6 separate regions of the Mus musculus genome follow, and all the other regions are linked to region 1. The links are chromatin contacts, called in public Hi-C and HiChIP or PLAC-seq maps. All regions are on one chromosome and are shown on one strand. The core of a region is the stretch at or near the end of the contact, and the rest is flanking DNA. Distances in the headings are between cores, read along the strand shown. Region 1 holds the start of Zbtb18 (zinc finger and BTB domain containing 18). Region 2 overlaps Sdccag8 (serologically defined colon cancer antigen 8). Region 3 overlaps Sdccag8 (serologically defined colon cancer antigen 8). Region 4 overlaps Sdccag8 (serologically defined colon cancer antigen 8). Region 5 overlaps Akt3 (thymoma viral proto-oncogene 3). Region 6 overlaps Akt3 (thymoma viral proto-oncogene 3).

What was found. Hi-C and Micro-C count contacts between places; a contact is called where the count stands out from the background. HiChIP or PLAC-seq counts read pairs in DNA pulled down with a chosen protein or histone mark.
Region 2: an H3K4me3 HiChIP or PLAC-seq map of forebrain shows a contact between it and region 1, with 8 times the contacts expected there. The contact joins the enhancer-like site here to the promoter of Zbtb18 in region 1. A contact is called at or near these places in 10 of 39 promoter capture datasets (the 3T3-L1 cell line, the C10 cell line, HPC-7-derived erythroid cells and 6 more), 6 of 484 Hi-C or Micro-C datasets (CD4 T cells, cerebral cortex, cortical neurons and 2 more), 11 of 115 datasets of contacts at active chromatin or transcription factors (VIP interneurons, astrocytes, bone marrow-derived macrophages and 8 more) and 4 of 9 other capture datasets (adipose tissue, liver, macrophages and 1 more).
Region 3: a contact with region 1 is called in an H3K4me3 HiChIP or PLAC-seq map of the 230-238 cell line, with 11 read pairs. The contact joins the enhancer-like site here to the promoter of Zbtb18 in region 1. A contact is called at or near these places in 8 of 39 promoter capture datasets (the 3T3-L1 cell line, the C10 cell line, embryonic stem cells and 5 more), 1 of 484 Hi-C or Micro-C datasets (forebrain), 13 of 115 datasets of contacts at active chromatin or transcription factors (the 230-238 cell line, embryonic basal ganglia, embryonic forebrain and 10 more) and 5 of 9 other capture datasets (adipose tissue, embryonic tail, liver and 2 more).
Region 4: a contact with region 1 is called in a Hi-C map of myocytes, with 4 times the contacts expected there. The contact joins the enhancer-like site here to the promoter of Zbtb18 in region 1. A contact is called at or near these places in 6 of 39 promoter capture datasets (3T3-L1-derived adipocytes, the C10 cell line, cranial neural crest and 3 more), 3 of 484 Hi-C or Micro-C datasets (muscle stem cells, myocytes and neural progenitor cells), 9 of 115 datasets of contacts at active chromatin or transcription factors (VIP interneurons, craniofacial prominence, double positive thymocytes and 6 more) and 2 of 9 other capture datasets (adipose tissue and embryonic trunk).
Region 5: an H3K4me3 HiChIP or PLAC-seq map of forebrain shows a contact between it and region 1, with 3 times the contacts expected there. The contact joins the enhancer-like site here to the promoter of Zbtb18 in region 1. A contact is called at or near these places in 5 of 39 promoter capture datasets (the C10 cell line, the HPC-7 cell line, cranial neural crest and 2 more), 1 of 484 Hi-C or Micro-C datasets (cortical neurons), 12 of 115 datasets of contacts at active chromatin or transcription factors (the 230-238 cell line, astrocytes, bone marrow-derived macrophages and 8 more) and 3 of 9 other capture datasets (adipose tissue, embryonic tail and liver).
Region 6: an H3K4me3 HiChIP or PLAC-seq map of embryonic forebrain shows a contact between it and region 1, with 4 times the contacts expected there. The contact joins the enhancer-like site here to the promoter of Zbtb18 in region 1. A contact is called at or near these places in 12 of 39 promoter capture datasets (the 3T3-L1 cell line, 3T3-L1-derived adipocytes, the C10 cell line and 6 more), 3 of 484 Hi-C or Micro-C datasets (cerebral cortex and cortical neurons), 13 of 115 datasets of contacts at active chromatin or transcription factors (the 230-238 cell line, astrocytes, bone marrow-derived macrophages and 9 more) and 2 of 9 other capture datasets (adipose tissue and liver).

The regions. Positions count from the first base shown.
Region 1 is chr1:177,440,069-177,444,128 of GRCm38.p6, reverse strand. Zbtb18 (zinc finger and BTB domain containing 18) reads right to left here and starts at 1,778. Exons shown (of 2, transcript NM_001355099.1): 1 at 1,534-1,778.
Region 2 is chr1:176,948,517-176,952,576 of GRCm38.p6, reverse strand. All of the region lies in intron 15 of Sdccag8 (serologically defined colon cancer antigen 8), which reads right to left. Among named protein-coding and RNA genes, the nearest start is that of Gm15423, 9.5 kb to the right of the region's middle. Within about 2 kb of position 2,301, at least 43 of the 459 cell types and tissues checked have an H3K27ac peak or open chromatin away from gene starts, as enhancers often do. A contact at or near this core is called in cerebral cortex, cortical neurons, double positive thymocytes and 2 more, where this site is marked.
Region 3 is chr1:176,969,272-176,973,331 of GRCm38.p6, reverse strand. All of the region lies in intron 16 of Sdccag8 (serologically defined colon cancer antigen 8), which reads right to left. Among named protein-coding and RNA genes, the nearest start is that of Gm15423, 30 kb to the right of the region's middle. Within about 2 kb of position 1,876, at least 13 of the 459 cell types and tissues checked have an H3K27ac peak or open chromatin away from gene starts, as enhancers often do. A contact at or near this core is called in the 230-238 cell line and pre-B cells, where this site is marked.
Region 4 is chr1:177,012,146-177,016,205 of GRCm38.p6, reverse strand. All of the region lies in intron 17 of Sdccag8 (serologically defined colon cancer antigen 8), which reads right to left. Among named protein-coding and RNA genes, the nearest start is that of Gm15423, 73 kb to the right of the region's middle. Within about 2 kb of position 1,770, at least 111 of the 459 cell types and tissues checked have an H3K27ac peak or open chromatin away from gene starts, as enhancers often do. A contact at or near this core is called in 3T3-L1-derived adipocytes, VIP interneurons, adipose tissue and 3 more, where this site is marked.
Region 5 is chr1:177,124,866-177,128,925 of GRCm38.p6, reverse strand. The region is part of intron 2 of Akt3 (thymoma viral proto-oncogene 3); the gene reads left to right. Among named protein-coding and RNA genes, the nearest start is that of Akt3, 120 kb to the left of the region's middle. Within about 2 kb of position 2,140, at least 16 of the 459 cell types and tissues checked have an H3K27ac peak or open chromatin away from gene starts, as enhancers often do. A contact at or near this core is called in cortical neurons and forebrain, where this site is marked.
Region 6 is chr1:177,149,012-177,153,071 of GRCm38.p6, reverse strand. All of the region lies in intron 1 of Akt3 (thymoma viral proto-oncogene 3), which reads left to right. Among named protein-coding and RNA genes, the nearest start is that of Akt3, 98 kb to the left of the region's middle. Within about 2 kb of position 2,356, at least 80 of the 459 cell types and tissues checked have an H3K27ac peak or open chromatin away from gene starts, as enhancers often do. A contact at or near this core is called in the HPC-7 cell line, cerebral cortex, cortical neurons and 7 more, where this site is marked.

The DNA of each region.
Region 1 (4,060 bases), core at 529-3,028:
ACTTCAGCGTGGTTCACCTTATTGTTTTACTCTTACCTAAGCAATTTATCTGGATCTACCTCTCAGGAAAATAGTTCACACTGCCACCGTTAGTGCAAATTTCCACTTTCAGCATCAACAAACTCAAACTGCACTTCTGAAATACTGGAAAGTATTTTAGTTCAATGAGGCAAATTAATAAACTGACAAAACCTGCTACAGTCACTTAGAATGGTTGTTTGACCACACAGCTTGTCTTCCTGCTCAGAAAAGTCACTTTTGTCTTGCCCTTGGTCTCTATAACTTTGGGGAAAGGGGTTGTGATCACCAGGAGGGTTGGGAGGCCAAGTGTAGACTTTGGGAACTTTTTTTGGCTACAGTTTGTGGATCTTTTCTAATGGCTGATGTAATGTTAATGTAACCGGGGCTGGGTCGCTGGGTGCCCTGCAAGGTGCTGCGACATCTATGAATATCAGACACATCTCCACCGACCCTTGGGAGGTTGGAGAGTAGAAAAAAGAAGTTGGGGCCTGAGGCACAAGCGTCCCAACCCAGGCGACAACCACTTAGGCTCGCTTAGAAAACAGAGGCAGGGAGCTAGAGAACAAAACCCCAACTGTGTTCTGCTCTCGCTCACGAGTCACAAACCTAACTTTCTCTAACTTCGCGGTGAATGACACAATTCTGAACTCGTTCGGGAGGCACTCTGTGCAGATAGACACATTACTTCCCTGCCACACACACACCCTCTTTTCCACAGATGCCCTCGCCCCATTCCACTATATCCGACATTAATCACCCAGTTTACCCAGTGGGGTGGTGGTGGGGGTGAGTGACAGTTTAATGAGTCCCAAGCACCGCAATGGCCCGAAGACATCCACTCCACGGATCGACCCGTCCACCGCTACCGCGGACCCTCGGAGGTTCTGTGAGGTTAGGGGGTTTGTTTTTCAGAGGTGGGGGCAGGGTGCCCCGGGTGTGTGTGTGAGGTTCAGGGGTGGGAGAGGAGATGCAAATCTTCCCGCAGTTCGCGGTGCATAAAGCACTTCAGGGAAAGAGGAAGGGTGAAACCACGGGGAAGAAGGTGCAGGGCAGAGAGCCGGTGCAGCAGGAAAGCACCTTCCACAACGGCCGAGAAAACAGACCCCGGTCGCGGCAACAACAAAAGAAAAGTCGCAAGAAGCGGCGCGGCGACCGCTCCCCCGTCGCCGCCGCCGCGCGCCAGCCCCCGGGGCCTCCCGGCAACCGCAACCCGGGCGCCGCGCCCTCCCCCTCCCCCGGCCCTGCAGCTGCACCGGCCCCGGAGCCGCGGCCGTCCCGGGCGCTGCAGCTGCGGCGGCCCGGCCCCCTCCCCCGCCCGCCCGCCCGCCCTCCGCACCGGGAGGCGCCGCCGCAGCTGCACCGAGTCCGCCCCGCGCCGCAGCTGCACCGGCCGGGGAGCGCGGCCAGGCGAGGCGAGGCGAGCCCGCACCGCCTGCCCTCCGCCACACTAACTAACTCCGCCCGGCGGGAGCCCACGGTCGGCAGCGGGGCAGGGCGGGCGCGGGGACTCACACGGAGCGGCCCGAGTCGCCGCGTCCCCGCCGCGTCCTCCTCCTCCTCCTCCTCTGCCGCCGCCGCCGCCGCTGGACTTGTGGGCGTCCTCCGCCGGCCCCCGCCCGCCCGCCGGCCCCGGCCCGGGCCCCGCGCGCCCCCGCCGCCCCCCGCCCGCGCTGGCAGCCTGAGGCGCGCGGCCGAGCCACAGGGCCCCACTCTTTCAACGGCTCCCCATGGCAGCAGCCCAGCGGCGGCCGCAGCCTGCCAGACGCACGGGCGGGAGCGGGCGGGCGGGCGGGCGAGCGCGGCGCCGGGCCGGGGGGCGGGGCGGGCGGGGCGCGGGCGGGGGGCGGACGACGCACACGCACGCACGCGGCGGCGCGGCCCAGATGTGGCCCCGCCCGACCGGGCCGCCCCTTGCCGGCCGCTCAGCGATTGAGCGAAAGCGGCGGGCCCCGGTCTCTGGCCCGCCCCCGGCCTCGGTGGCGCCCAGTAGAAGCGCGGTGTTCCGGGAGGGCGGAGAAGCGGCGGGACTGACGGGGCAGCTCGACCAATAGGAGTGGCGGTCAGGAGCTGCCGCTTGCGCGCGCCAATCGCAGACGGCGACTGTTGGGTGGGCGTGGTCTTCTCGGGGAGGGGCGGAGCTCGCGGACCGCGGCGGCGGCGGCGGCGGCAGTAGCGGCGGCAGTGGCTCCCCTCTGGGTGACTTGGCCGTGAGAAAGTGAAAGGAGCCCGCAGGCGGCGGCGACAGCTGCGCGGGGAGGGGCCTGCTTCCCGGCTGGAGACAAGCGCGCTCTGGGGGTGTGGAGCGAGCGAGTCCGCGTGCACCGCGACGGCCATAAGTATACTTTTTCTCGGGGCAGGTGTCCCGGGGAGGCCGAGCGCGCGGGGCCGCAGCTGGCCAGGGCCAGCCTGGGGCCGCTGGGTCTGGCCCTCCTGCGGTGCTCGCCCAGGCCCCGTTCTCCTCAGGGACGCGCCGCCTCCGGCCTGCCGAGTCGGTCGCCAGGTGCATGCGAGCTACAAGCTCCTAGCGGCTGTGAGAGGCGCCTTTCCCCGGCGTCCTCTGTTCAAGTTGCAGCTGCGTTTCTTTTCACGATCCCCGCGTCCCGTCTGTACTCTCCGTGACAAGCAAAGACACTGCCCCGAGACCAGTCTTAGACCTTTCCAGTGAGATTGATACTTGTAGACGCTTTAGTCTGTTCCTTAATTGGTGCGTAAGGAGCCACGGCTTTGTAAGGAAGGGAGAGACCTTATTTTGTGTTGCACCTCTCTCCCTTCAGATAAACTTCTTCCTTACCTGTTCTTTGTGCCTAACCAGCAAAGAGGAAATGTAGAAAATTTCTGCCCTCAAGATAATGGAAGGCAAGAATAACACACAAGTAAAAAGTTGAGTAACAAGCAGGGGAGAGAATGATTCAAGACAATAAGAAAAGTGCATAGCGAGGAAGTCAACACACTAGTAATTGTCTAAATGAAATGTGTTTACTGTTTGCTATGTGAACGCTGACTGGCAAGCCTGGTTGCTAACCAACTCACCAGGAAACCTTGCAGCTGAGCAAAATCTGCTTTCTCTTTCTTCCAGGACAAACTAGTAAAGAAGTTGAAAGTAATTGTGTGGGCAAATCAGACATATTGAATTGCTAATGAACACACATACTACGCCAAGTTCCCAAAACTTTGATATTCTGTTGGAAACAGTAATGGTTTCTACTCTTTCCTCAAATCTCTTAAATCCTCATGATGGATGGGGGCGGGGGGGGGGGGGGAGGGCGGGGGGGGGAGGGCGGGCCTCAGGGGCATCCTCAGATTCAACCCGAATTTCTTACCCCCCCCCCCCCCGTGCTTCCCAGAAGAAAGACCCACTCTCAATTTGTTTAGACATTTTGGGAGTTTACAGGTGGTGTTTGTTGTAGTTTGATTTGGCTGTTTGAGACAGGGTCTCTGCATTAGATGGTCCTTACTGTTCTGGAACTCACATGTAGACTAAGCTGGCCTTGAACTCACACAGATCTGCCAGCCTCTGCCTCCCAAGGGCTGGGATTAAAGGCTTGAGCCACCTCATGTGCCTACCAGTATTCTAGATGAATGAAATACTTAAAAAAAAAAAAAAAAGAAAGAAAAAGAAAGAAACATAAAAAGAAATCTATATGTTTCATGGAGAATTCAAGAGGATAAAAGGAAAAAGATGTTTATATTTATAAAGCCATGTTTCACCAATTAAAAGCTAACAATAAGGGGTTAACAAACCTCTTGATAAATAGATATAAAGTACCTGCTAATGTCAGGATATCAAATCATAAATTTGTAAGAAAACTGGGATTCAGATTATCCATCAAAACTTAGACTCAGTTTTATGGCATCCAGAACGAAATCACAGCTCTAACAACGGTTTTACACAGTGTACCTGCTAGCAGAGCTAACAGTCCCAGAGACAGACAGAAGACACTGGTGGGTCGAAAGTCATAAATATGGCTTGCTCTATTTTGGGGCTGTTTTCCCTGTGAGCCATAACTAGTATCCATTTTGAGAACAGAAAAGTATGTCC
Region 2 (4,060 bases), core at 1,052-3,551, 490 kb after region 1:
AAGGCTGATGTCAGCCTCCTTTTGTAGAATATAATTTTTGTAGCAGCTCAACCTAACATCCTCTAAACATGCAAGGGAAAAAAATAGTTCAACCGGGTGTGTGTTCTTTTACTTCAATTAAACTCACACAGTTGGATACCTACTGCTGCCAAAACAGTAATATAATTTATACATTATAGTCCGCATAGTAAAACTACACTAAAAGTCATTTAACAATATTTATAACACCATAAAATACAGTGTTAAAATATATGAACTGCAATATGTACCAAAATTATAAAATTTGTTTCTCATCATCAGTGATTAAAACCAGGATCATTACTCTAGCGCAATACTCACAACCCTGGTGACAGATTAGAATTCAAATCTTAATGATCAATTTACAATTAACAAGATAGAAGTGAAACAAATTAAACCAACCATTATATATAACGAGACCCCATGGACTCCCATTGTTCCTCTTAATTACAAAACGCAAATCACGAATACACAATGGGCAGTGCTAGACATCAATCCACAGGCCTAGCAACTCAGCAAGTCACAATGACAGGAAAACGAAGAGAAGCAAAATCACACAGAGCCAGGTCTCTGCTCCTTCCTGTCCTTCTAGCAGGCAAGGAGAGGGAGAGGGGGGCTGAGACCTAGCCGAAGTATGCTTGATCTCCAACATGCACTGACTCTGTCGGCATGGGCTCCGGCTCATCTCTAGCCAGCACCCAAAATTCCCTAGGTTGTCCCAGAACAGGTTTTAGATCACAGTGCAAACGTGCCTGTAACATTTTAATGTGGATTTTCCAAATGTCTAGGGAGAATACTTACTTCTTTCACTTTGACAAAGAAAAATAAATTGTATCAAAGATATTTAAGTATATTCATTTATCTCCCCCAGCAACCTTGTAAGTATATAAGCTCTCAGTGTACTCCAGAATGTGGAGGGAATGGGTAGCTAAAGTTTATGTTCAACTAAAACCAGCCAGAATGTCTGCCTTGTGCCAATTAAAAACAAAATGGAATTAATTCTTTTGCCTGATGGTTAAAAACAAGCTATAAAAGATGCATGATATGAACCAGGATGTCAGTCTTCATTTTAAAATGGGACATGCCATTCCTAACCCCCGGGGGTTCAAGCACCACTACTTTCACAGTATGGAGTATTCACACTGCTAAGTACTGGGCTGATGGCTACGAAGGCTTCCGAGACAGACACAGTCTTCACTGTCATAATGCGATGTACAGTTTACTTGGGGAGAAATACACACACACACACACACACACACACACACACACACACACCACACCACACGCATGCACACATGCATGCACATGCACACATACGCATACAATTACAATACATTTTCAGAAAGCAGACTTGAAGGAGCCTGAGCAGAAGCAGGCTATGTGGGCCTGGTGAACCCATACTGCACTTCTCTAGTGACTCTTCATGGTTCTAGTCAAATGCCCAGATCTGTAAGTGAAAAAGCACATTTTCAATGCTCTGAATCCATTTGTTTAGTGTGGCCTTCTGAATAACGAAAAAGGCTTACAGAAATTTTAGCAAGGAAAGGGGGAAATATCTTTTTATTATCAACCAAAAAACCCCATGTTTTATTTTTATTAAAGATTTATTATAGTACTTTGAGAATAGCCTGGACCAAAACCACTACATGGATTAAATAATTACTCTGGAGCCTGAATTTCCCCAGTGAGAACTTTTAACCTCAAAGGCCATCAGAAATGACTTAACCCAAGAGCTTGGCACAGAGCACACAGACGTCACAGGTCTTATTACATTATGCTTTGGTCCTTTGGGGATGTATAGGTAGTTTCACATCAGAAGATAATATCCAAATCGAGTGTCAAATGGGCATAAAGGAGAGGGTGAAGTTAGGAACTGGGGGGTGGGGGGAACAAGGCAAGACTGAGGAGAAACGAAAGCATACAAACACGAGCCCTTAACCGCCACTCACTGCCTCTACTGCTATCTTGTGAAGCACAGAACAACTTTGAAACATATAACTCATGGCATGTTCACTACTTGGAAGGCCTGAGCTTTGAAGAACTCAAGAGAATTCTGTATGTTACTATTTGAATCCCTCAGACTCAGAACCAGGTGTTACAGCCTGACCCACTAAGTTGTGAGCGCCACCTTTTTTGGGTTCTGTTTAGCCCTACATATTTTCATCACAGACTTTTGCCCATTAGAAAATGTTACTCATATCTTGCCCAGTTAGTGAAGTTTGCATGAGCTGATAGATCAGCCCCTGTTCCTTAATGTGGGGTGAGCAAGCACTGTGCCGGGGGCTCACAGCTGTCTTCCCCAGCTGTGGGTTCCTCTGCAGCCCAGCCAACCACAGATGGAATGCTGGGTCTATACTGAGCACGAGTATTTTCCTGTGGTTAGCTTCCACCCAGTACAGTTTAATAACTCATCTCATAGATTTACATCGTATTAGCAACTATAGGTAACCTAGAGAGAATTTCGACTATGTGGGAGAGGGTTTAGGGTGTTGCTCGGTGCTGGGCTACTAGACTAGCAAGTATTAGGTCCTGGGCCTCATTTTTAACACCATAAAAATAAGAAATAAAATTAAAAAATGAAATACGTAGGAAAATATGAACAGGTTCTATATAACTACTACATTGTTTTATGTTACAAATGTGAGCATTTGTCATTTGTGGCTTTGGGTGTGGTGTAAATCCTGCAACCAACACCCTGAGGTTGTCAAAGGGTGTGTGTGTGTGTGTGTGTGTGTGTGTGTGTATACGAGCGCATACTTGTGTTTCTCATTCCTGTCATTAAATGTACTTCTAAATCCTATAACCATTCTGCAACATGACTTTAGAGGCACTTTTACAAAGCTGAGGTTTAAGGAGACCGGGCAACATGGTCAAGGTTACATGTACAATAAAATGACTGACAAACCAAGATTCTAATCTGGTTCCTTCTGAATCCCAAAGAGTTCTTTCCTGAACAGTGCTTGTCACCCACAAAGGAACAGGCTGGCACCAGGAGTCAGACCAGCATGTGGAGGATAGCAGCACACCTGTTTTCCCACTCATTTATCACTCATTCAATAAATATGCATTGGGTGCCATCTATGTGTCAGATAGGAAGGAGCATGTTTCGTTTACAAAGTAGCAGTCGGGCCTGAGAGGTACGGAGGTTCAAGTTCACTAGACTAGTATCCTGGGAGGCAGATTAAAGACGGAAAGCAAGGGCCCAGAGACATGTTACAGGTTAGCCCTAGCTCTCGGTCTAACAATTACATCCCAAGAATGTCTACTTTTCTACAGGAATTTAAAGGTTAATTTTCCCTCCCTAGCCTTTGCAATGCTCACCTCTCCTCTCCTTCTCTTTTAAGAGGCAGACTCTTGTTCTGATGCCGAGGCTGGCCTAGGACTCCTCGGCTCAGCTCGGGAAATTCTCCTGCCTTCCCCACTGCAGGTGCATGTGTCTCTATCCAGCAAGCCTGAACTTTCTTTAACAGCAACTATAAATATCACCATGGCTGTAAGAAAGACTCTAGACACTGTGTAACAGCAATACGTAGGCCAAGCCGCTAACTCTCCTACCCACAAGCTATTCAAATGATTATGCTTTTTATTCATATGTAAAAAAAACCTAATTACTTTTGTATGCTGCTGTGAAAGTTAAGAATGTATTATACCAAGCGTGTTTTCTTCCTCAGTGTCCCAAATGACTGGCCTTAAAGACAGCTTTTGTGTGTTCCTGAAAAACTTGGAAATAGACTAAAATGCCATCGCCTATATCAACAGAAGATTGTAGAACTGCTTGACTTATTTGTATCCTTTATTATGCTAATGGTTATCTTGGCCTTTGTTCCTGATTTTCATGGTTTTAAGTTATAAACACTATAAAAATCCAAGTACGTATACATAACCATGAAAAAAAATATCTAAGTTGGGTTGCGGGAGTAGCTTGGGAACAGTGTGCTTGCTTACCATACAAGGCCCCGGAGTCCCTCCTTGGGACAGAAAGGTTGTCTAGATGGACAATCACAAAAATATGCACACAGAGATACCTGGTTTCTCAGAAAAC
Region 3 (4,060 bases), core at 627-3,126, 470 kb after region 1:
ATAACTGCTAAAATACTGATTCTATGAAAACAAAGAGGAATGGTTTAAAGATTCAACAAAACTGGATATCCCACACACAAAGAAAGGTGTGCACAAAATAAATACAAAAGACTGCATTGAGAGGGCCACCAAATGGCAGATGCCACACATGCTGCTTACCAAATGTCTGTGTGACTGCAGTTTATTTAGGAAAATCAAAATTGAGTCCAGCAAAGATGCAGTTTGGGTGTGGTCTATCTGAAAAAAAAACAAGCAAGCAAACAAACAAACAGACAAACAAAAAAAACCCAAATAACATTGTGCTTAGAACAGGTTATCCAAGTACAGAGAAACATGTCTCGACTCTCTGTGTTTTACACAGACTCCTGCCCACCCAGTACTTCTCTCTTGCTTATTTGCACCAGTCCAGAGCACCGCTGCACCCTCAGAGCTCACAGCTGAGGGAGTGAGGGCATCAGAGAACACTAGGCTAGAAGTCAGAAAACAGACTTCCCTGGCAGGCCTCTGTTTCCTCATGGACGGTGTGCATACACTGAGAACAGGGCTGAGGAGTGAGTGTGGGAGACAGGAGCACAAGAGAGGCACAGAGTAGATAAAAAATATTTAGGGGAGAATATAAAAATTATTGACAGTAAGTAAAGTGGAGGAAAGTAAAATAATTTAGAAATGTTCATTAAGAAGAAAATACAAAATTAGCCACCTATATAAAATGATTAAAATGAAATTTAAGTTTTCAACATAAAATACTTGTTTGAGAATGAAAAGGAATCTACTTTATTATATCTTAAGGCTCTAATGATATACGAAAACTTTTGTTTAATAATAATGAAAGAATTAAAACAAAAACAAAAACCCAACAACAACAAAATGAAACTACTTGTCTCAGTTTAAACTCTAAAACGAATCCCAAACACAGCCACAGCCACAGCCACAGCCACAGCCACAGCCCTGGCTGGACTCGCAAGGACAGTGCTCCGATGCAAATCCAGGAGCCATAGAAGACAGAGACCTGATGGATCAGAGGGAACAAGCTACCAAAGAAACCTCCATCAAGTCTTTAGTTCTCAAAAAGAAGCAAACTGAAGTTAGGTCGGGTTCAGTGTGAAGCAACACCTCACAAGGCCTGCCTACAATAATCTGGACAGACAGATAACAACAGAGCATTTCATACAAGTTTCACAGGAACTGCTTTGCCCAGCAGTGAGGCTTGTTAAAATATGGGTTTTTAGGTAGAAAGGAAATTAAGAGCAGATTAAGTGAACATCTCGTTCACTAGTGACCAACTAAAGCAGCACCTTAAAGGCATTCTATGCTGACATCATTGCCAACTGGACTCTGCACAAACATCGGCCCTGCATCTAACCTCCCACCATCCTCCAGCACCGCCACTTGCCATTCACGCAGAAGCAAACTAACCCCATGGGATATTAATTCATATGCTGCCTGGAGTCTATATACATTTCAAGTTTCTTTTATAATTCAGCTATTCTAAGAGTCTCAAAATATTTCATTAAAAATTAATGTGTTATCCACACAAATGGCAAATATTGAAAACTAGGAATATAAATAAAAAATAATAAAAATAGTAAGCCTACTAATACTGAAGAGGAAGGGAGACAGGAGGGGGAGAGCATGCGAGAGGAAGAGAGGGCGATTTTAAACATCCGGTTTCTATTCTGGACCATTCGTGGAAACAGACAGACACAGCAAGTGGAGGCCAAATATATCCCTTCTCTGACAGGATTTGTTTTCTATCTTGTCATTATTTTTTACTGCATTCTTCATAATAATATTTCTGCAGTGTTCTAGATTTGCTGACTGACACACCAGCCTCTTTAAGCACTCAGAAGGGAGAAGAACCACAGTAGCTTGAGGCAGAGCCGCAGCTTTGCCAGGCTGCTTTGCAAGGCTTCTGGCTGGGGTCTGAGGCTTTCCCTGGAATGGCTTTCCACACAAAGGCATGCTACACGGGATGCTGCCCCGTGTTACACATAGTTTTCAAATTCCCTTCACCTTCTTTCTTAGAATTCAACATACAAGCCCTGGTCCATGGCAGCAGGCGAAGATGACTGTGTCCGGTTCACTAAGGCTGGGAAAGACAAACAAAGCTCAGCGCGCGGTTGCTGACTGTCCTGTCCGTCTCACAAGAAGTAGCTCGGAGCAAGTAGCAAACATGCTACCATCTTCTGTGCCCATACTCTGCATTAAATAAATGGCTCTGAGAAGAAGTCACAGTTTACCACGCAGGCAGCACCACGGCCCTCACTCGATCCTCCATTGGAATCTGCAACAGAGCTGCACTCCATTCAAGAGAATGCAGGGAGGAGTCTGAAAACATCAAAGATTTGTTTAATACTGACTATAAAAACACCCCTTTGCATCAAAATAAGTGTCCCTCTTTATTGCACTGATTATTTTCTATAGAATTTAAATTGTACATAAAATTATAATCGTGCCTTGTTTTATGTAAATTGATTGTCTCAATTATTGGGAAAGGATTGGAATGTTAATGGACTATTTGGTTGGAGACATGCCAAGCAAATCAGCAAAAACTCTAACAGCTCTAAGTGGAGGTAGACAGCCAAACATTTACATAAATTAGGGAGACCAACGTGGTCTCAAGAATCGATCTTGCAGTCTGAAAAGAGAGGGAGCTTTTCTCTAAGATTAAATTACCTTTAACATTTAATGTTAGAAAGTTCTGTGAATGGAGATTCTAATTTGAATTTATTTAAAACAAACAAACAAACAAAGAAAGAAACAAAAAGCAGGAGCCATATCTGTAGAAGAGCACCTGCAGCCAGCACTGTCCCCTTGCCTGCTGCATACAGAACAGGTTAGCTATGAAGAGCAGGGGTGTCTCCTGAAGACTGAGGAGGAATAGAAGGCCCTGTGGCATCGCAACATGCGTGGATGCTGCAGCCCACTTGATTAGCTGAGGGAAGACCACCTCAGGAAACTGCTGCAGACACATCCCAGCCTTCTGTCACATACTGACTGTCTGACCTATCTCCTTGACATTCATCTGGTATCCATGAAGTCACATACTGAGGATCAGGGGTGTAGGCAGACATTAGCGTTTTGATACTCAGATGGTCACATGGCTTTTACAATTAAGGTATAGCCACGGATGCCACAGCTATGGTCATACATCTGCCTCAGACTGTCAGCCGTCTAGATGACTTCCACAAACTTTCAGCATCAATGCTGTAGATGTAGGTGTAAATATTACCTCTGGGTAGAATATGACAAACTGGTTCCTTTACAGCACGACTCAGAACCCAAACACAAGCATCATGGATTTACATCTATTTGTAATGTTTTAGGAATTGAAAATTTAAACTCTTAATTATCTTAGACTTGAAAAGCACCTCTTTTGCCAAGGAAAATGGGCCTTATTAATATAGGCATGCATATAAATGTATGTATAGAATATAATTTAAGAGTCTTAACCAAAAACTAAAGATTTCTCCTGATGGTAAACTGTTTTAAATGCAGTTCTATAGTGGAAGAAAGCTGAATTTGAGGCTTTTTTTCCCCCCTATACCAAGTTCAGCAGTTCTAGGGGCCATAAGCTATTTCCAGTGAGAGCCAAGACTAGTCTCTTCTAAGTGCTGGCCTGGCTTGTGTAAAATAACTTCAACACAAAGAAAGTCTGAAGTCTATATTACATATCTCAGTCTATAAATCTCAAAGAACCCAGAGTTTCCTAACAACTAGATGGATGATTAAAATTCTATGTATCAAGAGCTGCGGATGTAGTGTGCTTGTCTAGCACACAGGAAGCCCTGGGTTGGATCCCATTCCTAGCACTGCATAAACTAAGTGTGAATCAAGGGTACTTAATGCTGCTGTTAGATATTTATACGAAACGTCTTAAAACACTTGCTTTTTAAACTGCTATTCGCTCACATGGATGAGAAGAAAGTGAACCTGTCCATGTTCACATAAAAATTATTTTATAGATAATATTTATTTTAAACCAATTAAATTTCTCAGAAACAATGGTCCAGAAATGTCCAAGATATCATAATGCCAAACACTTTAATCTGATAACTCT
Region 4 (4,060 bases), core at 521-3,020, 430 kb after region 1:
TTAGTGGCAAACAAGGCGCCTAGATGAACTGCTAAGCTGTGTGCTGTTTCAGCTGCTTGGGGAGGTCCCCATGACTTCCCCGTGATTATGTTAGAAATGCAGCCCAGGGTCTTATGTCATTCTCTAAAAACACCCAGCAGCAGGGAGTTAATGACATCGTAGCTGCATATGTTCAAGTTGATTTAAAAAAATATGCAAGTCACTTTGGTTGACAGTGTCTTGTACACAGTTTTGAAAGAATCAGGGCAAACTTTAACAGAGTCAGTTTTTATTTGAAAAATATTTTCTGGGAATGTATCAGTGTTTATTTTTGAGACTGACAATTCGGGTGAAAATCAGGATAAAAACAAAAAAACAACAATTTGGTTGAAATCAAATTGTTTGTTTTCATCTATTTAGAATTCTTTCCAAAAAATCCTGGTTCAGGAGGAGGCTTTGTAAATTATTTTATTTAGTCTATTTTCTGTTCCATTCATAAGACACCATCTGTCTTGCAGGTAGTTAACTGTGTGTGGGCCCTGAAGTCAGCTAGGCAAAGCCCCTGGGCTCTAGAAAGGACAAGATAAGAGTGACCATCTCTAGATCCCCACTTTGTCTCTCCACTCCCCACCAGCCAGTGGGTCTGGGCTACCCTCACTTGAGCTGCCCATCTCCAGACTCAATCCTGTGTGTGCTTCTACTCACAAGCAGGCCTCTCCACCCCTCCCTAGGATTTGCCTCTCATGCTTATTTTCAACTCTATTCAATGAGTCCTTGGATGTAATGAGATAATGTCGATGATCTTGAATATAATCACATATGGCTGCTCGATCCTTGCACAACTTTAAATCAAATTAGAAAGTACATTCTCTGCCAAGAATGCTTAAAAGTCATAGGGCCAACTGATTAACCACTGACACGGCAGCTTCCGACTCTGTTTTCTAAACTGTGAGTGATTCATAAGAAGGGACTCAAAGGGAATCCCTCCCCAGACTGAATGCTGAGGACTGAACAGGCAGGCTGCTCAGGGTGACAGCTATTGCAGGATGCCAGGCAGCTGAAACCAGAGTCATTACCCAGTAAGTAACTCAAGCCCATCTTGATGGAAGAAACAGCCCTCCCACTGGACAGAGCGTTTCTGTTCTCTTCCCTCTCCTAGACCCATCCTCCCCAGGAACAGAATCCACAATTTCCTCGCCAGCTGGCCCCACCCTTCCTGGCCAGATGTTACTCTTTGGGTTTAGGCTTCTGACCCCAACTCTGCTCCAAGCTTTGCCCAGTCAAGCCTTGCCCCTGGGCCCCATGGTCCTTACCCACAAGCCACCTCCACACTACCACTATGGCATCTCTGGCAAGTCAGGCAAGGAGAGAGAACAGGGATCTAGTCCAGCTCTCATATCAGAGTCAGGCTGAGAGGGCTACCGCCAGGGTAAGACCAAGACAGCACGGTCATGTCCACATCCTTCCAGTGTAAGTGAAGAAGTTAGGAAAGCCACCATTTTTAGTCAATCCTGAGGAAGGAGCATACTATAAACCAGCTGGAGGATTACCCTGCACCCTGCATAGTCACTTTCCTACCACATGGCAGCTGTGTAAGCTCTCCAGCCCAAAGTGGCATTGGTACATAGTCACTTACAACCAGGACAGGTTCCCTTCATGGGCAAGAGACTGTGTGTGACTCAAATCTAAACAGAAGCCATTTAGAATAATCAAGGCTTAGAAACAAGGCATTTCCTGTTGGAGGCCACCATTCTTTCTCTGAGCAGGCCAGGGCTTAGGAAATAGAGCCAATCTGAAGGACGTGACTAAGCTCCCAAGCAGCTGTCTGGGTCAGAAAATACCCACTCTCTTTTGCGTTCTGAGCAGACAGAGATTTTCAGAGTTTGACATGCAAAATTAAGCTATTATGCTTAATTCATCCAGGCAGAGAAAATGGAGGCCTTCAGCCACACCACTGCCACACTGGACACAAAGGCATCTATAAGCCTCAGATGCCCAGAAGTCCAGGTGGAGACAGGTCAGAGCACAGCCTTTCCCTCCATAGCGCTGAGGAGCCTCTTCCCCAACCAGATACATACAGTCAGTCAAACTTTGACTTGCTTACTTCAAGGATTCCACATTTAAAAATCAGTTTACAATTCAGGTTTATTTTGGGCAAAAAAATGATTCACATTAGTCCCAGGCCACCAAGTGCCAGCACATGGAGACCAGTGTAACACTTGTGCCAGAGTGGACTGGGTTAGAGACTGTGCAAAGAGCTTGCAAAACCTCCAACTGCTCCCAGCATTTGCAACAGGGAGCCATTACCTCTGCCAAATTTCTTTCGCCGTGGTCATCTTAAAATAACACGCAGGGTAGAATTTCAATATAAAAAAGCCCCATCAGAGATGCTCCAGACAGCAAGGGGTAGACAAGTCATTTGTGTTGCCACTGGCAAAGGAAGACCTTTTTCCTGCAATATTCTTTTAAGTGCAGTGAATTTGGAAATTCTCAAGCTTTTAAAACTCAGGAAAAGGCTTCTAAAAATACGTGTTCCATGTTAAGATCTGTGTGTGCCATAAAAAAAGGGTGGTGATTAGTCCAAAGGCAAAGCTCACCATGCCATAGATCCCAGTCCATCATATGTCACAATAGCCTAGTTACCAAAGGTGGCTCTGGTGACTTTGGACTTTGATGAACCAAATCTCCCTTGGACCTGCCCACAGACCTGGGTTATGACCAAAATCCAGTTCCTCCTCTAGGAGATGGACTCTGCACTGAGCCCTGAGCACAGTAGAGATGGTGGTGTCACTGCTGGCTCCATGGGAACTTCTCAGGAAGGGGAGAGAGTGACCTCAAGTATGGGGCACTTCAGGCTACCAAGTTCCTAAGATCCCACTGAGCAAACCACTACCCTAACATGCCCAGTTCTCTTAATTCTCATGCAGCAGATGAGGACAGAAGCTCAGGAGAGCCATGGATGCCTTGGCCAAGGTTTTCAAACGGAGTTGTTTCTGGCTACAATTCCAAACTAAGAGGTTCTTTCTGTCTTTACAAATTACCCCAATAGCGTATAAATGGAGGTGCCTGGGTTCTGCTTCCAGACATGCCTGGAGTGTCGGGAGCCACCACAACTGGGTGTTTTACACACATTCCAGATAGTGGTCAGTGTATTGTCAGACCCTGCTGACCTGTGCCCTCTAGCCCTCCAGTGCATACTTCTACCATTGTGTGAGCCCTCTGCCCAGTGTCCAGTTTGGATCTTTCACAACTGTGAACTTGAAGCAATTTACAGGACTGAATAGGCAGAGTTCAAGGCAGGTCAAGATTGTCAGCTCAAGGTCCTTTCGAATGGAGAATAAGAAATGGTCTTTTTTCCTTTCACTTCCAGAGGCTTCCCCACTAACCACTGCAAGCACCCGTATACATCCTTATCTTCACAGATTGCTTAATGGGGCAAAACCCCCAGAGCCTCTCTGATGTGAGGAGAAGTTGCTGAGAAGAACAGTAGTTTGTGCCACCCGTCCAACTTACCTGGGCTCTTTTCCGCCATTATCTAACCTGAATGGGGACAGCTTGGGCTCTGGAGTCAGACTTAGGTTCCATTTGCTGTGCCCCTATTTGCTAGCTGAATATGCTTGTTTGAGCCTCAGTTTCCCTATCTGCAAAATGGAGACAATAATATCAGCCTTGCTGGCTTGCTTAACTGGACAGAGTGAGCACATATTTTAGATAGATACTTATTTGGGCTAAGTCATCTGATTACTCTCATGAGACCTTCCCATCTTCGAGCACCCCTTTCTTCTACTGTTAAAGTCCTTCAGTCCTCAGTAGTAGTTCACAGCTGCCTCCTCCACATGTTGGGCCTGAGCACTGCTCTTCCTCTTTCCCGCTAGTCTTCCCCACCAGTGTTCCTGCATGGTGTGGCTGCCTCTGGTATGCCTGGGTTGATCCATGTGCCTGAGTCTGATGCTTGGCATAACTCTCCCAGCTTATGACCTGACCTATGTGATTCTTAGGGATTTGGGCCTGTGACACTGCAGCCTAGAAAGGGGGAAGGAGAGAATCTGTGTTGCCATGCAGCCCTGGGCCCCCTTGAGCT
Region 5 (4,060 bases), core at 891-3,390, 320 kb after region 1:
ATATATACATAAAAATAAAATTTAAAAATTAAAAGAATTTGAATAGCCTTTAAAATTACTACAAGGTTATGTTAAATATTATATATCCCATTGATAGCTACAATTTGAGGCCTCTATTTTTCTGCTAATTAAAAATGTTCCTATATCGGCTGGCTTCTAAGATTGCTCCATTTGGCTCTCTGCTTCCTGTGGTGATACAAGTTCTTGAGTTTGGCTGTCCAGCAACCATATAAAATAAGTGCAGGAGATCATGACTTTATTCCTAGTCTCTAGTAGCAGAGAAAGACTAAATCACGGAGCTCATGGCTTAGCCAGCACAGTATAATCTGTAAACTCTAGGTTCATTGAGAGCCTACCTCACAGGGCAGGGTGGAGAGTGATTGAGGAAGGTGACACCTGGCTTCACACACATGTGCACATATAAGTACTAATGTGTATATGTGTGTGGTCATACATGAACAGTATACTTGTATATGGACTTTAATAAAATTTCCAAGAGATAGCCTTTTTACTCATTTGGAAAAATTATGATATGAACCAGAAGGATTTTAAAATTTATTTCCCAATATTCATTATATTGATTTTTCTTCACTTCTTAATAACATTGTCCAGGCTAGGGGTAGAGTATATGCTTAGCATGCATGGTTTCAGACTGCAGTACCAGGGAGGGAAAAAAAACCCAAAGCTTTTTATACTCACTAAATATACCACTTAACTACTATTTGATTGAAACTACTTTTGATGATTTCTCTAGTGGCCACCTCATATTTAGTGGTGATGGAAAGTCAACATTTTTTTCTTCCTATGTCAGCATCATGGCTAAGGACATTATAAACAAAAGAAAATATATGTAGACATCTGTCTAGCATTAATTTTATTTAATTTAGACTTTGGAAACTAAGACTCAAAGACTTACATGTTTTTGTGCTGTAGGTACTCCCACCAAAGTTTCATTTTATAGTCCTGAGTGACCTGGAACATGTCATATAGGCTGGCTTCAACCTAACAGAGACCTTCCTACTTCATCATCCCCCATGATGACATTTATGACATGTGTATTAATGTAAAAGTAGATAATCATGGGAAAATATGATAGGTAATATGGGTAATATAATGGTAATAGGCTGGAAAGGACTGAACATGGCCTGTTAGTTGAGAACTTTCTCTTGAAACCTTCAGAGTTCAAGATTGTTTCAGAAATAGGAAAGACATTTGTCAAAGGAGAGACTAAGACCTGCTTTAAAGGAAAGTCAGAAAGTCTTTACTAGATTTAGTCCTGGCTCAGGGGAAACAAGCAAGAAAACATTGAAAATGGCCTTCTTGCTTTTACGTTTTCCTCAAATGCCAAGGTAACACATTTGGCTAAAATCCTTTGTTAAGCTCAGCTTTAATTTGTTTTCTGGATTGGCTTTGAGTTGCATTTCATTCTACTGACCAAACTTTTGGAATGGTGTTGCCCTCTGTGCTGTCAGGTTCCTCTGTGTTCTTATTTGCAGGAAGTATAATTTGGTATTTAATAAACATCTAGCCAAGGACTTCACACTTTGTACATTACGCCTGAATCTACAGGATTATATTGTTTATAAAACCTTAGTTACAAACTGTGTGCCTTATTCCCACTTTTTCATGTATTCAGACCAGGCTGCTCTCCTGAGAATTGTGTCATATTAATTTCACTGAAAATTATTGCCACCCTATGTGTTTTTTAGCCTTTACTTTTCCTAGGCTGACCTCAAGACAGTTGCCTATTTTCCTTTGTTCAGTGTTTGAGTTCTGTCTCTGCTTGAGTAGAAATCTTGGTCTGTTCCCTCTCTTTTGCTTTCCTTTACATCTTTACCACACTCTCAATCCATTCCTAGTTCTGCTGATTTTATTCTTATGTTCGAACCTATTATGTATGCCTCGAACTATTTTCCTGGAATGACTCACTCTCTTAGTCTTTGATGCATACTCTTAACTAGATTTCTGCGTCTCGTCTGTGCCACTCATGTTCTTTCACTTGTCTGTCAGAAGGATCTTTCTAAAATTACATCTTAACTATGCCATTCTCCCCAGGAAAACTCTGCCTTGGATCTTCATTGCCTACTGGATGGCATCCAGCTTCCTTAATGTTTCATACTAGGATCTCTTCAATCTGGCCGCTCCTTTCAGCTCCTGCTCCATGTCTCTTCGGCTCTGCAGTTCTGCTTCGGCAGTGCTGAGCTGTTTATAACTCCGTGAAAACTTTGCTGCTCTTCTGCTCTTTGTCTTGGCTTCTGGTTGGCAGGTCCTCATCTTCTATTTGCCTGTGTAATTTTCTTTTGTCTAATTAATTTTAAAATTTCTTTTCCTCATTGATTCATTTAAAACTATTCTTCTGCTTTCCTCAAACTGGGGTTTGGTGCATATGTGTGTATGTTTATCACCTTGTTTCTTGGTTATCTGGTTCATGAATAATATGTCTTACTTATTCGTCTGAGTTATTCAAGGTAAAATAGTTTAATCTTATAGAGTCTACATGTTATGACTTTAATAATTATTCTTGAATATCTGAACGCATACTATGTAAATTTCTCCTTTTTAGATAAGAAAATGAAGCCTTTGGAGTCGGTGATTTGTTTAAGGTTATCTTCCTAGATAATGGTATTTAAATACCAGGATTAAAACTATGTGATTCAAGGCTGAAGAGATGGCTCAGTATTTAAGACTGCATACATACTGACCTGAGTTCAACTCCAAGCACCTATGTCAGGTGACTCATTCCTGCTTATAACTCCAACTCAGGGAGAGTGACACATCTGGCATCCATGAGTACTTGCATTCACTGGAACATACCCTCCATACACATAATTAAAAAGAATGATTCTTTTATATAAAAAAAAAATCTTGCAGTACTCTGCTGTCATTTAAATGTTATTCTTTTCCCTCCCATCATACTAGGATCTTATGTTAGTCAGTGCATTATATACTTGTCCTGTTGTGAAAACATGCATAAAAGAAGCCACTGAAGGCAGAAAGATTTATTTTTGCTCCTAGTTTGAGGGGTTTCCTGCATTAGAGGTTAATCTTTTTGCTTTGAGCTCATAGTGAGGTACTGGTTTATGGTGAAAAAGTAGCACAGTAAAATGTTTTTTCTCATGACCAGGGAACAAAAGGAGAAAGGACCAGGTTCTTATAACAATCTTCAGGGATATGGTACCAATAACCAAAAGACACAGGTCACATCTCATGAAGTTTCTACCATCTCCCAAGAGCTCCAGACTAAATGCCAAACATTTAAAATGTGTCTTTGGAGAATATTTAAAATCTATGCAAGCATACCGTTTTCATCTTCAATTTTCATTGATTTAGAATATAAAAATCATTACTTACATTGTTGAGTAGCCATTGCATGTAGAATGGAAATTTATAAAGTACTAAGGGATGTGGATAACAACATTTGACCTTTATTCTAATTTGTGTTTATCAGATCAAATATGGACTCTGAATGAAGTTATCTTCAAAAAGCAGTGAAATAGAAATGTAATTTAGGAATTATTTTTAAGGATGGTATAACCATAACTAAAAATTAAAAGTTACCATGACTCATTTCTGTTAGTCATAGATTGAGAAGACATTGTTGAGAAATACATGCACATTGAGTTGAAAAATACCACTACAAACACATACTGTCACATGGTACTTTGAGTAAAGTAGTTTTTCTGTCCATTAGCCATGGTCTCTGATATTTTATATCTTTTTACTGAATTCTTAGATTATTAAACTTCAAAGAGGGAAAAATTCTTCTATGGAAGAGTGAATAACTGCCCAGATGTCTTTAGGTTCATCCTGTGTTTGCAAGGTCCCTACTTATTCTGTATGGTGAGAAGCAGGGTATGCCAGCACCTGTCTCAAGAAACTCCTCCTACAAGTCTGCCTTATGTGCTGCAAATATTGGTCTATCCTGAAATTGTCTCTTTTCCAAAACTTTTCTTTATTCTCTTTTATAAATGATAGGATTTCTACACTCCTAGCTGCCCCTCTTTTAAATGAATGTTTCCTATCTAACCTATTTTTTACTCACATTGAAAATAGAAAATTA
Region 6 (4,060 bases), core at 1,107-3,606, 290 kb after region 1:
CCCTCCTTCTCAGCTTCTTCCAGCATTTCCCTAATACAGCCATAGGGGTCAGCAGCTTCTGTCCATTGGTTGAATGCAAATATCAGACTCTTTCAGCTGCTTATTGAGTCCTTCAGAGGGCAGTTGTGATAGGTCTCTTTTTGTGAGCACTCCATAACCTCAGTAATAGTGTCAGGCCTTGGACCTCCCCGTGAGCTAGATCCCACTTTGGGCCTGTTGCTGGATCTTCTTTTACTCAGACTCTTCTCCATTTCCATCCCTGCAGTTCTTTCAGACAGGCACAATTATGGGTCAGAGTTTTGACTGTGGGATGGCAACCCCCTCCCTTACCCGATGTGCTGTCTTCCTGCTGGAAGTGAGCTCTATAAGTTCCTTCTACCCACTGTAGGGCATTTAACATGTTTTTTAAAACAAGGTTATTCATTTTTCTGACATTCAATTATACTAGATTAGTTATTATATAATGTTTCTTTGTATATTTTTAGAAAGGAAGTCATTTTATCCCTTTAGTGGATTTATACCTTTTTTGTATAATACCAAATACTGTCTTGATCTTGTTACTGTAATTGTATTTACCAATATAGAAAATATACAGGATCACAAATGTTGCTGGTGAGTATTTTCCAAACAAAACAACAAACCAGTGGTAATCCAACATAATGAACTTTTAAGATTTATTCATATTTGACAGTGTTTAATAAACTGTAAAGCAATATACAGAGATGATTGTATGACCCAGTAATAGTATCATTAAGGGAAGCTACTATACAGTAGTAAAGGATAAATTTTATGTCTTTTAAGCCAAGGTAGAAATGCATTATAGAAATTGATTGTTGGTATTTGCTGGATGGAGTTCCTTGTTTCTTCTGACTATAATTATGTCTAATTTCTAGAATAGGCCAAATCTTCTAGAGTGTTGGGATAGTATTATCACTGATAAATATATTTCAAAGTGTAGTCTAGTTAGAGTTTTTTGGGGAGGAGGTTTGTTGGAATAATGTTTCTTTAAAAATTTTACTTTAAATGTCCCCCACATTGATCAGAAGGATACTTGCAGCAAATTGTAGTCGCTTAGACGGCTGCTTTTACTTCCCTAGAAACTTTGAGGATTCCCATGAGTTCTAGTTGAATAGTATGTGTTTAGAACATAGATGATAGTAGTTAGGTAAACACACTATCTGAAGAGGAACATTGATCCCATTAAAGTAAATTTACCAGTGTTTAAACCAGTAAACTAATGGAACATAATTTTCTAGGTTTTTATTTTTTTTGTCAAAAGAAAAGTTGGATGTTAGAGCTTGATAACAGTTTATTAATGCTGTTAAAGTCTTTTTTTTTTAAGCAGTGAGATGTTAAAGAATTTTGAAGTGGACAAAAATATTAGAGTGTATCTATATCTAAGCATAAATATGCTTATTTATATTTTTATAGTTTATACATATCAAGCATAAATTATATATGTATTTGTGTGTGTGTGTGTGAGTGAGTGAGTGAGTGAGTGAGTGAGTGAGAAAACTATTCTATACTGTATTTTGTCAGTCTAGAACAGTGCTTGGCACAGTACTATGTAATAGCAGAATTTCTAACAAAACAAAACAGTTCTAGGGCACATAGAAGGAAGTGTTTCTTCTAGGTTTACTAATATGTATGAGTGAGAGTTCTATGTGCATTAATGAAATTAAACAGATGAGATTAGTAAAAGGTCATTCTCATGGAGGCCTTATCTCTGAGGTTGCTGTAGAAATCTTATCCACTATCATACTTTATTTTGTTGGAATTTTCTGAATTACTAACAACTTAAAAACACTTCAATGAACTTGTATTTGTTAAGTTTTTTTTTTTTAAGAGTTAAGAAAGACACTTTACAAAGTGGACTCATTGTTTAATTTTGTTTTGCATTTTACTAGATTGCTGTGCTAGGCCAATAAATTAAACCTAGGCAGTTCTGTTGCTAATTACACAAAACTTCTCTTGGTATCAGATATTCAAATCCATTTTATGAATATGGTAGAGAGAATAACAACTGTAAAACAAAGCAGTATGCATGTAAGTGACTGTTAGCGTGCATTTCAGAAAGGATAAATGCTCACCATATGGTACAATTACTGTGTCCAAGTTTTCAAATTAGCTTCTCTCATCCTCCTTATTACTGTCTTTAAAAAGAGAGGAAAAAAACCCAACATGATTTATCTACTCTGCAACAGAACTCTTGACGCAAAACAGCAGCCCAGTTCTGTCCAGTTTTTTTTTTTCCTTAGCATAATAGAGGCTGTCGGACTTTTTTTTTATACTAATTACTGTGTGAGCCTCAGATGAACCCCTTCAATTCACAGGGCTTTGTTAAGGGAGGAGCTGTCAATGTGTCTGCCCGTTTGCAGCTGTGCTGTGGCTTTAGCTTGCTTAACATTATGCTGCTTTTTAGACTTGACAGAAGGGATTTTTTTTTTTTATTAAGGCAAAGCAGCCTTGTAACGAAATGGTTTAAGCAGCTGCATTGTAGGGAAGCACAAAGAAGTTATTATTGTGTCTGTTTTGGGGGGGGGGCGGTAAAGGGGGAGATATTCGGCTGCTGTTGATGCCGATTGTTGACTTGCCATCTGCCAGATAGGGAGAAGAAAAAAATGACAGCTCCAGCAGGGTGTTCAAGAGGTTGTTTGGAGAGACGCATAAACATGTGCAGATGTCGAACTGAATAATAGCTAGAGCTGGAGACGGTTTATGATGCTGCTGATGTTTGTGCATATACAGAATGAATGTATGTGTGCATTTGGTTAACCAAGGGTACATACTAATTATCATTGTTTTCCTGCATGTCCCCCTCCTCTGATTTTGTTAATTAGTTTAGGAGTGTAATACTTCCTCTTCCTTCTCTTGTTCACGTCTAAGCTTTAAAAAAAAACTTTCTTAAATGGCAATATAAACTTTCTTACTTTTCTACAAAGACAGTAGAAAACCCAGTTCATTAATGTTTGATGTGAATTTCTAACTGGTAACAAAAACTTTTGATTAGTAATCTTTTAGTTCAGTTACCATCTTCTTAATGATTCCACTGACAATTTAACTGGGCAGCACTTAAAACTATCATTTGAAAGTGGGTTGATTTATTCTATAGTTTACTACTAGAGTAACTTAATTAACTTAATATCACATTTATTTTCTTGAGTAATTCTATAAAACTTTAAACCCAGATGTTCCCTGTGCTGCAAGAAAGAGAGAGAGAGAGAGAGAGAGAGAGAGAGAGAGAGAGAGGCAGAGAGACAGAGAGAGAGGAGGTGTGAGTTACATTGGCCTTATTTTTAAAAATAATATTCTTTCTCTTTGTTTTTGTGTCTTTTAATGGCTGGAATCCTCATCAAGCATTAATGAGTTGATTTTTTTTCCCCCCTTGGCCTTTTGTGGCATTAGGTCTTAGATTTTTGAATATCTAGAATCCTCTTAGGTACATATGTAGAAGTAAGTGTATTTATTCAAATGTTTTCCTTTCATCTCAGATAATTGAATGATACAGTGATGTTATATAGAGGTTTTCCAAGTTTTTTTTTTTTTTTTAAGAATACTTCAGTTTTTGGTAAAAGTTGAATAGCAGTATGAATGAAATGACTAAAAGAGAGAGCCTCAGTTTTTAAATTTCCCCTTTAAAACTCTGTAGGAATTTTTAATTAAAAAAGAAACTGCTAGAAGAATTAATAAGAAAGATTGCTTATTTTGAGTTTTGGTATACTCTCGCCATTTTAAACATGTAAGGTCTTGTTGCATATTTGTTAAGTAAAAATGCCTGAAGTGTGGTTGAAAGGCCGGCATCCTGATAGCTTTAGGTCCATGATAATGTTTTTCTGAAAGGGTTATTTTCTACTCCTCATAAAGAAGTCAAGTCTGGTCTTTCTAGGGGGAAAATGTATTTTATTTTCAGTTTCTTCTCCAACAACTCTAATCTGTGCTTGCTGAGAAAGCATAGTCACCCGTTTCACTGGACCTCTCCTTTGCCTTTGTATTTCATTAGGAAATGTAGAATTATGCACATATTATTTGTAGTTTCACACTCAGTCCTGAGACCCTTCCT